Linked DNA regions of Mus musculus: region 2 is linked to region 1. The links are chromatin contacts, called in public promoter capture Hi-C maps. All regions are on one chromosome and are shown on one strand. The core of a region is the stretch at or near the end of the contact, and the rest is flanking DNA. Distances in the headings are between cores, read along the strand shown.

Region 1 (3,590 bases), core at 238-2,737:
TCCCACCCCACCCAGACTCAATCAGTACTCCACACATCGTTCTCAGTGTGCTCAAATTATAAATACACAAATCGCTCTGTTCTTGCTTTCTCATCCAAAAAGTCTTGGGGTTGCTTGTTGGGTTAGTCAGGGTTCTCTAGAGTCACAGAACTTATGGAATGTCTCTATAGATTAAGGGGAATTAATGGAATGACTTATAGGCTGCAGTCCAGTTAACACAACAATGGGCAGCTATGAATGGAAGTCCAAGAATCTAGTAGTTGCTCAGTCCCACAAGGCTAGGTGTTTCAGCCGATCTTCTGTATAAACTGGAATCCTGAAGAAGTGGGTTCCAACAGATGTGCTGGCACATAAGTGCAACCAGACAAGGAAGAAATGCTTCCTTTTTCCATTGTCCTTATGTAGGCCTCCAGCAGAAGATACGGCCCAACTTAAAGGTGTGTACCACCAGGCCTGAATTTGGAACTTGCTCTGTCCCAGGCTGACCTTGAACCCAAAGATCTGCTTGCCTCTGCCTCCAGGGATTAAAGGTGTGTACAACCTTGCCTGGGCCTAAGCTTTTCTTGGCTGCTATGCCTCAAGCTCTGGATCACAGGCGTCCCTCCATCTATAGACTATACTTCATTCCAGAAGCAGTCAAGTGGACAACCAGGAATAGACCTCACACTCATTGTCAACTGGGCCCTATTCTTTTCCCTTTCTCTTGACTCCAAGGCATCTAGACTGCCGTCCACTGCCATGTTCCTCTCCGACCTACAAAGTGGCAAACCTAATGCTTCTTCCTCTCCATCTTCGCCATGGTTGACGCAACCTTATGCACTTACAATGCTATGATTTCTGCCCTTGCCAGCCGCCATGATCCTTCGATCCCGCCAGTTGCTTCTGCTGACTCCTCTTCTCCGTATTGGACAGTTCTGGAGCCTCAAGAAGACAAAGATTGCCTTTTCAGTCTGCACTCAGTGTTTCGGGATGGGATACGCACTGACCCAGATCCTATTTCAGGGAAGGACTTGCTCTCTCAGGGAAGGACTATGAATAGTGGGCACCCCATGGTGACTGAATCAGGAGGGGTAGAGGCATCCAGAGATCAACTATGACAGGTGCTCTTAGCTCACTGACAGGTGGCCCTATAGAACAGTGTGATGTCTCTGCCCAAGCATGCATCCTCTCCCCACCCATTCTAAAAGGCTGATTCTCCTGAGAACGATCTTCCTCCTAAATGTCACCATCTTACTGTCCTCGGAGATCCCAGCCTGCCTCATGACTATCAAATACCAAGACTTCCTGGTATCTCTCCACAGGCGTCGGGACACTGCCTCTCCCTGCATGAGACCATGTTCAGATACCCAAGTGTGAGCTAATCCTTCCTTCCAGGCAACCTTCCCAGCCCAGCAAGGGGAACTCAACCCTCCCAGTGGCTCAGGCTGAACTGCAGCGAGGAGCGGTTTGCACATCTCTTTCGCAACCCACATCAAATTAGTCAGAAAATTCTATTGCACCCTCTTCAAAGAAAGGAGCAAATCTGAATCTCTTTTCTCCGTACTTTGCAGTCAGCAGAACCTGGCCAGGACGCTCTCTACAGAATTATACAAAAGCTTCTTCATGGGGGTGGGGGTGGGAGCTGTCTCCCTTTCTTTTCTGCTCTCTGCAGCCCACTCTACTTGGATCTCTAAAACCATGGGTTGGATCCATGGTTCCTCTGCTCAGGGGTAAGAGCCTCAGCAGGCCCTGTAGAGCTGGACACCATCACTGCTTCTCTGCCTATGTCTCCTGTCCCTCCCATTCTTGTTCTTGCCAAGGAAGCCACACTTGCCCCACTTGATGCGACTGAACTTTCTGGACACTTTCTTTCTCAAACATGCCTGCCTGCTTTACGTCTTCATCAAGCAGTCCCCAAATTTCTTCCTCTTCCCCTCAGAATAGCCCATCCACCCAGAGAAGCTACTCTGTCACGTTGTCAGGAACACCCACCACCTCTTTATAGCCTAGGTCATTCGGTTATTAATATAAAATGAAGAAATAACCAACAGTGGGTACTAATCAGTAGCGAACAGGTTTTTATTGTTTAGAAGCAATCTACAGAGATGAGAATCTCTGTATTTCCAATGACCAAGAACCTAGATTGATGTCAGTGTCTGGCGTGTCATGGAGCCTAAAGATAAAAAGACTTGTTGAAGCCAGGTAATAGTGGCTCATGCCTTTAATCCCAGTACTTGGGAGGCAGAGGCAGGAGGATTTCTGAGTTCAAGGCTAGCCTGGTCTACAGAGTTATTTCCAGGACAGCAAAGGCTACACAGAGAAACCCTGTCTTGAAAAAACAAAACCAAAAAAAAAAAAAAAAAAAACTTGTTGAGGGAACAAAGTATGTCTCATTTTCACATCACTGATAAAATAGAATAAGGCACAGAAGTGGGGAGAGGGGTGAAAGAGAGAGAGAGAGAAGCTAAGGACAGGGTGACAGCACGGTCCTGTAACCCCAGCAGTAAGGAGGCATCGGTAGGAGGAGCCAACGTTTATGTTCATATAGGTTTCTAGCATGAGGCCAACTCCGCGAACATGGAACAAAGAGGTTTATCACAGAGTGGGGAAAAAAAAAGTGGGTGGCTGAAATAGGCTAGATATGGTCCCAAATGCAGCAACCGCCAGACTCGAAGTCCTACAACCTCATAGAATACAGCCGCAAATGCTCTGAGTGTTACAGCAGAGTCAGAAAAGGCAGGGACAGAGGGGAAAATTACACGATGCCCTCCAGACAGGAGGTTAGCTAAAAATCCAAGTTCCCAACACGAGCAAGAAGCAGCAGGAGACGATGAACCAAGGTCTAAATGAACCTCCCGGCCAGCCGAACGCCACCTCAGCAGACGGGAGTACAACAAGACAGGCTGAGGTATGACCACATCAATTACAGCTACAGGTATAAATAAAAATAAAGAAAAAGATACAATGGTATCTGTAACAGTGTCGTATTACCAAAAAAACAGGAGAAGATAAAAAGAGTTAAAATGCTTGAATCCTTGTGTTTTCTGGTAAGAGATAAAAGTACAGAGACAGACACACACAGAGAGACACGAACAGAGACACACACACAGAGACACACGCACAGAGACACACACACAGAGACATATAGAAAGAGACATATACACAGAAAGAGGCAGACAGATTTTGTAATCTAATATAACTATGATAAATGTTGTGACAGGAAGAGGGTTTTTTGGTTTTTTTGAGACAGGGTTTCTCTGTATAGCCCTGGCTGTCCTGGAACTCACTTTGTAGACCAGGCTGGCCTCAAACTCAGAAATCCGCCTGCCTCTGCCTCCCAAGTGCTAGGATTAAAGGTGTGCACCACCACGCCCGGCTGAGGGTTTTTTAAATAAATAGGAAACGTATAAGGGGGGAAAACAACATAATTCTGAAAGAGTGTTATAAAGAACGATTTATAGGACTATCCACAGGACCAGAGCTACAGTTGGATAGTCCAGGGGCTCCTGCTGCCAGGCAGGACAGGACAGCCTAAGCTTGATCTGCGGGGCCCATGTGGTAAAAGGAGAGACCGAACCCCCACACATCTGCCCCACTGCACATCTGCCCAA
Region 2 (3,480 bases), core at 278-2,777, 320 kb after region 1:
ACTATGTAGGGGGAACATGAGAGGAAGGGAGAGAGGAGAACCAAGTGTGGCAGCCAGGAGGCCCAAGATACAAAACAGGGGCAGGTAACCAAAATGTCTGATTTACAGAGGGAAGAGCCTGGGGGATGGGCAGCTTAACCCCTGGTCTGGAGAGTTGGGGTAGAGGGGAGCATAAGTCAGCCAGACTCTGTGATAGGTAGGAACTGAAGGATGCTGGGAGAACCTGGAGCCCAGGTCTGCTTTGATATGTTAAATAGGCACCTCAGCTATTAGCCTAGGATTTGAAACTTAACAGAAACCTCCATTGAGAAAAATACCTCTATCAGATTAGCTTGTATGCAAGTCTGGGGTCCATTCTATGTAGTAATGATTTTGGGAGAGGCCCCAGCCCACTGTTGGGGGTACAACTCCTGGGAAGGTGGCCCTGAGTTGCATAAGAATGCAGGTTGTGGGGGGGAGTGGCTGGAGAGATGGCTCAGTGGTTAAGAGCACCGACTGCTTTTCCAGAGGTCCTGAGTGCAATTCCCAGCAACCACATGGTGGCTCATGACCATCTGTAATGGGATCTGATGCCCTCTTCAGGTGTGTCTGAAGAGATCAATGGTGTACTCATATACATACAATAAATATATATATTTTTTCCTCTTTTTTTAAAGATTTATTTATTTATTATATGTAAGTACACTGTAGCTGCCCTCAGACACTCCAGAAGAGGGAGTCAGATCTGAGCCACCATGTGGTTGCTGGGATTTGAACTCCTGACCTTCGGAAGAGCAGTTGGGTGCTCTTACCCACTGAGCCATCTCACCAGCCCAATATATATATTTTTAAGACAGGGTTTCTCTGTGTAGCCCTGGCTGTCCTGGAACTCACTCTGTAGACCAGGCTGGCCTCAAACTCAGAAATCAGCCTGCCTTTGCCTCCCGAGTGCTGGGATTAAAGGCGTGCACCACCACGCCCAGCTTCCATGCCCGAATTGAATAAATAAATCTTAAAAAAAAATGCAGGCTGAGCAGACCACGGGGAGCAAGCCAGTAAGCAGCGCCCCTCCTAGGCCTCTGCCTCAGTTCTTTGCCTCCACAGTCCTACCTTGAATGAAGTGTGACCCTTTTCTCCCTAACTTGCTTTTGGCCACAGTGCTACTGTGGTTCTCATAGCAATAGACTGCAAACAAGACCACTCCAGCAGCGCCATTGGACAGCCAGGGTTATACAGAGAAACCCTGTCTCGAAAAAAAAAAAAAAAAGAAAAGAAAAGAAAAGAAAAGAAAAGGAAAGGAAAAAGAGTGGAGATATGGGTGAAGCAGTTTCTAGGCTGGTCACAGGACTTTTGTGAAGCTGCCACAGAAGAATAACTGTGGCTTTGCAAATGACTGCTCCCTTCCATTATCCGTCGTCTCACGGAGAAGTCTGTATTAGAACTGAGAGTTGCCAAATCTGAGTAGAAGACTTTTTTGACAAGCACCTGCTGAAATTTTCATGCTCTCAGTCACACGACAGACCTTCCTATTTCAAGCGTTCAACTTTCTCTTTGGCTTCAGTGCAGCAACTTTGACCAAGTTTCTGTTCCTCAAATCAGTTTCGTAATCTGAATCAAGTAGGAATGTTTCTTTTTTTTTTTCTTCTCACTCCGGCCCAAAGATTTATTTATTATACGTATATACACTGTAGCTGTCTTCAGACATACCAGAAGACAGCATTAGATCCCGTCACGGATGGTTGCGAGCCACCATGTGGTTGCTGGGATTTGAACTCAGGACCTCTGGAAGAGCAGTCAGTGCTCTTAACCACTGAGCCATCTTTCCAGCACACTCCCTCCCCCCTTTATAAAGATTTGTTTATTGTATTTCTTTTCCTTCTTCTTCTTCTTCTTCTTCTTCTTCTTCTTCTTCTTCTTCTTCTTCTTCTTCTTCTTCTGTTGTTGTTGTTGTTGTTGTTGTGAGACAGAGTTTCTCTGTATAGCCCTGGCTGTCCTGGAACTCACTTTGTAGACCAGGCTGGCCTTTGAACTCAGAAATTCGCCTGCCTCTGCCTCCCAAGTGCTGGGATTAAAGGCGTGCGCCACCACGCACCGGCTTATTTATTGTATTTCTATAAGTTCACTATAACTGTCTTCAGACACACCAGAAGAGGGCATCAGATCCTATTACAGATGGTTGTGAGCCACTATGTGGTTGTTGGGAATTGAACTCAGGACCTCTGGAAGAGCAGTCAGTACTCTAAGCCACTGAGCCATCTCTCCAGCTCTGCTCCCTATTGTGTGGCTTTATGTGAATCTTTGCTTACTGCCGGCAGGTTGAAAGAGACCTTGGTTGATTGCCACGAGCTCTGAGGTGGAGCCTTACCCTGGTGCTCAGCAGCTGTGGGACCTTGCGTGAGCCACTTCACCTTCTCCTTCTCAGACCTTCGAGTGTGCAGAGTGATCCAGTAGAACTCTCGTGGGGATTCCCTTCGTGGATGTCGTACAGATGACTGTAAAAGGCTGGGCTGTTGCCCACGGGTGGAGTGTATGCTTACCGTGTGTCCGGTCTGTTCCACGGTGTCTTGCTGAGGATGAGAACCACCCCTTGGTCCCGTGTATCCGTGCTGTGTACACTACCAAGTCATCAGTGAGCAGCTATCTCAGTTACCATAACAACCATCTAAGGTTCCCAGTGCCTCCATTCAAGTAACTCCTGTTTTACTTTAGTAGCAGCCCCTACATGCAAGAATAGTGGCCCTGGGCCGGGTGTGTGGTGGCACACGCCTTTAATCCCAGCACTCAGGAGGCAGAGGCAGATGGATTTCTTAGTTCCAGGCCAGCCTGGTCTACAAAGTGAGTTCTAGGACAGCCAGGGCTACACAGAGAAACCCTGTCTCGAAAAAAAACCCAAACAAACAAACAAACAAACAAACAAAAAAAGAATAGTGGCCCTGGTAATTTTGTTATCTATTATAATATGCCATCATCATTGTTCTATTTTATTATGAGTTCTCTTTTATTGTGAGTGTCTTTTTTGTTTGTTTGTTACTATATCTGGATTTATTTTTTATGATGTATTTATTTATTTTATATATGTAAGTATGCTGTTGCTGTGTTCAGACACACCAGAAGAGGGCGTCAGATCCCATTACAGATGGTTGTGAGCCACCACGTGGTTGCTGGGAACTGAACTCAGGACCTCTGGAAGAGCAGTCTATGCTCTTAGCCACTGAGCCATCTCTCCAGCCATAGGTGTTAAATTTTGTTGAGGAGGGGTTGGGGATTTAGCTCAGTGGTCGAGCGCTTGCCTAGCAAGCACAAGGCCCTGGGTTTGGTCCTCGGCTCTGGAAAGAAAAAAATTTTTTTGTTGAGGTGTGGATACATGGGGAAAGATATGCAGTATCCAAAGCGGTTGGTACTGATCATACTTTCAAGCATTTGCAGGTGCATATACTTGAACACCGGGACATATCTCCTGCTGACAGGGACCTGTCAGTCAAATTTCCACTACTACGATAA

The links. Capture Hi-C pulls out chosen DNA fragments and counts their contacts.
Region 2: a promoter capture Hi-C map of adipose tissue shows a contact between it and region 1. The contact joins two enhancer-like sites. A contact is called at or near these places in 2 of 9 other capture datasets (adipose tissue and liver).

What each region holds. Positions count from the first base shown.
Region 1 is chr16:89,979,159-89,982,748 of GRCm38.p6, forward strand. It overlaps a transcript of Tiam1 not described here. Among named protein-coding and RNA genes, the nearest start is that of Tiam1, 20 kb to the left of the region's middle. Within about 2 kb of position 1,488, at least 18 of the 459 cell types and tissues checked have an H3K27ac peak or open chromatin away from gene starts, as enhancers often do. A contact at or near this core is called in adipose tissue, where this site is marked.
Region 2 is chr16:90,299,569-90,303,048 of GRCm38.p6, forward strand. No RefSeq gene overlaps it. Among named protein-coding and RNA genes, the nearest start is that of Scaf4, 17 kb to the left of the region's middle. Within about 2 kb of position 1,528, at least 45 of the 459 cell types and tissues checked have an H3K27ac peak or open chromatin away from gene starts, as enhancers often do. A contact at or near this core is called in adipose tissue, where this site is marked.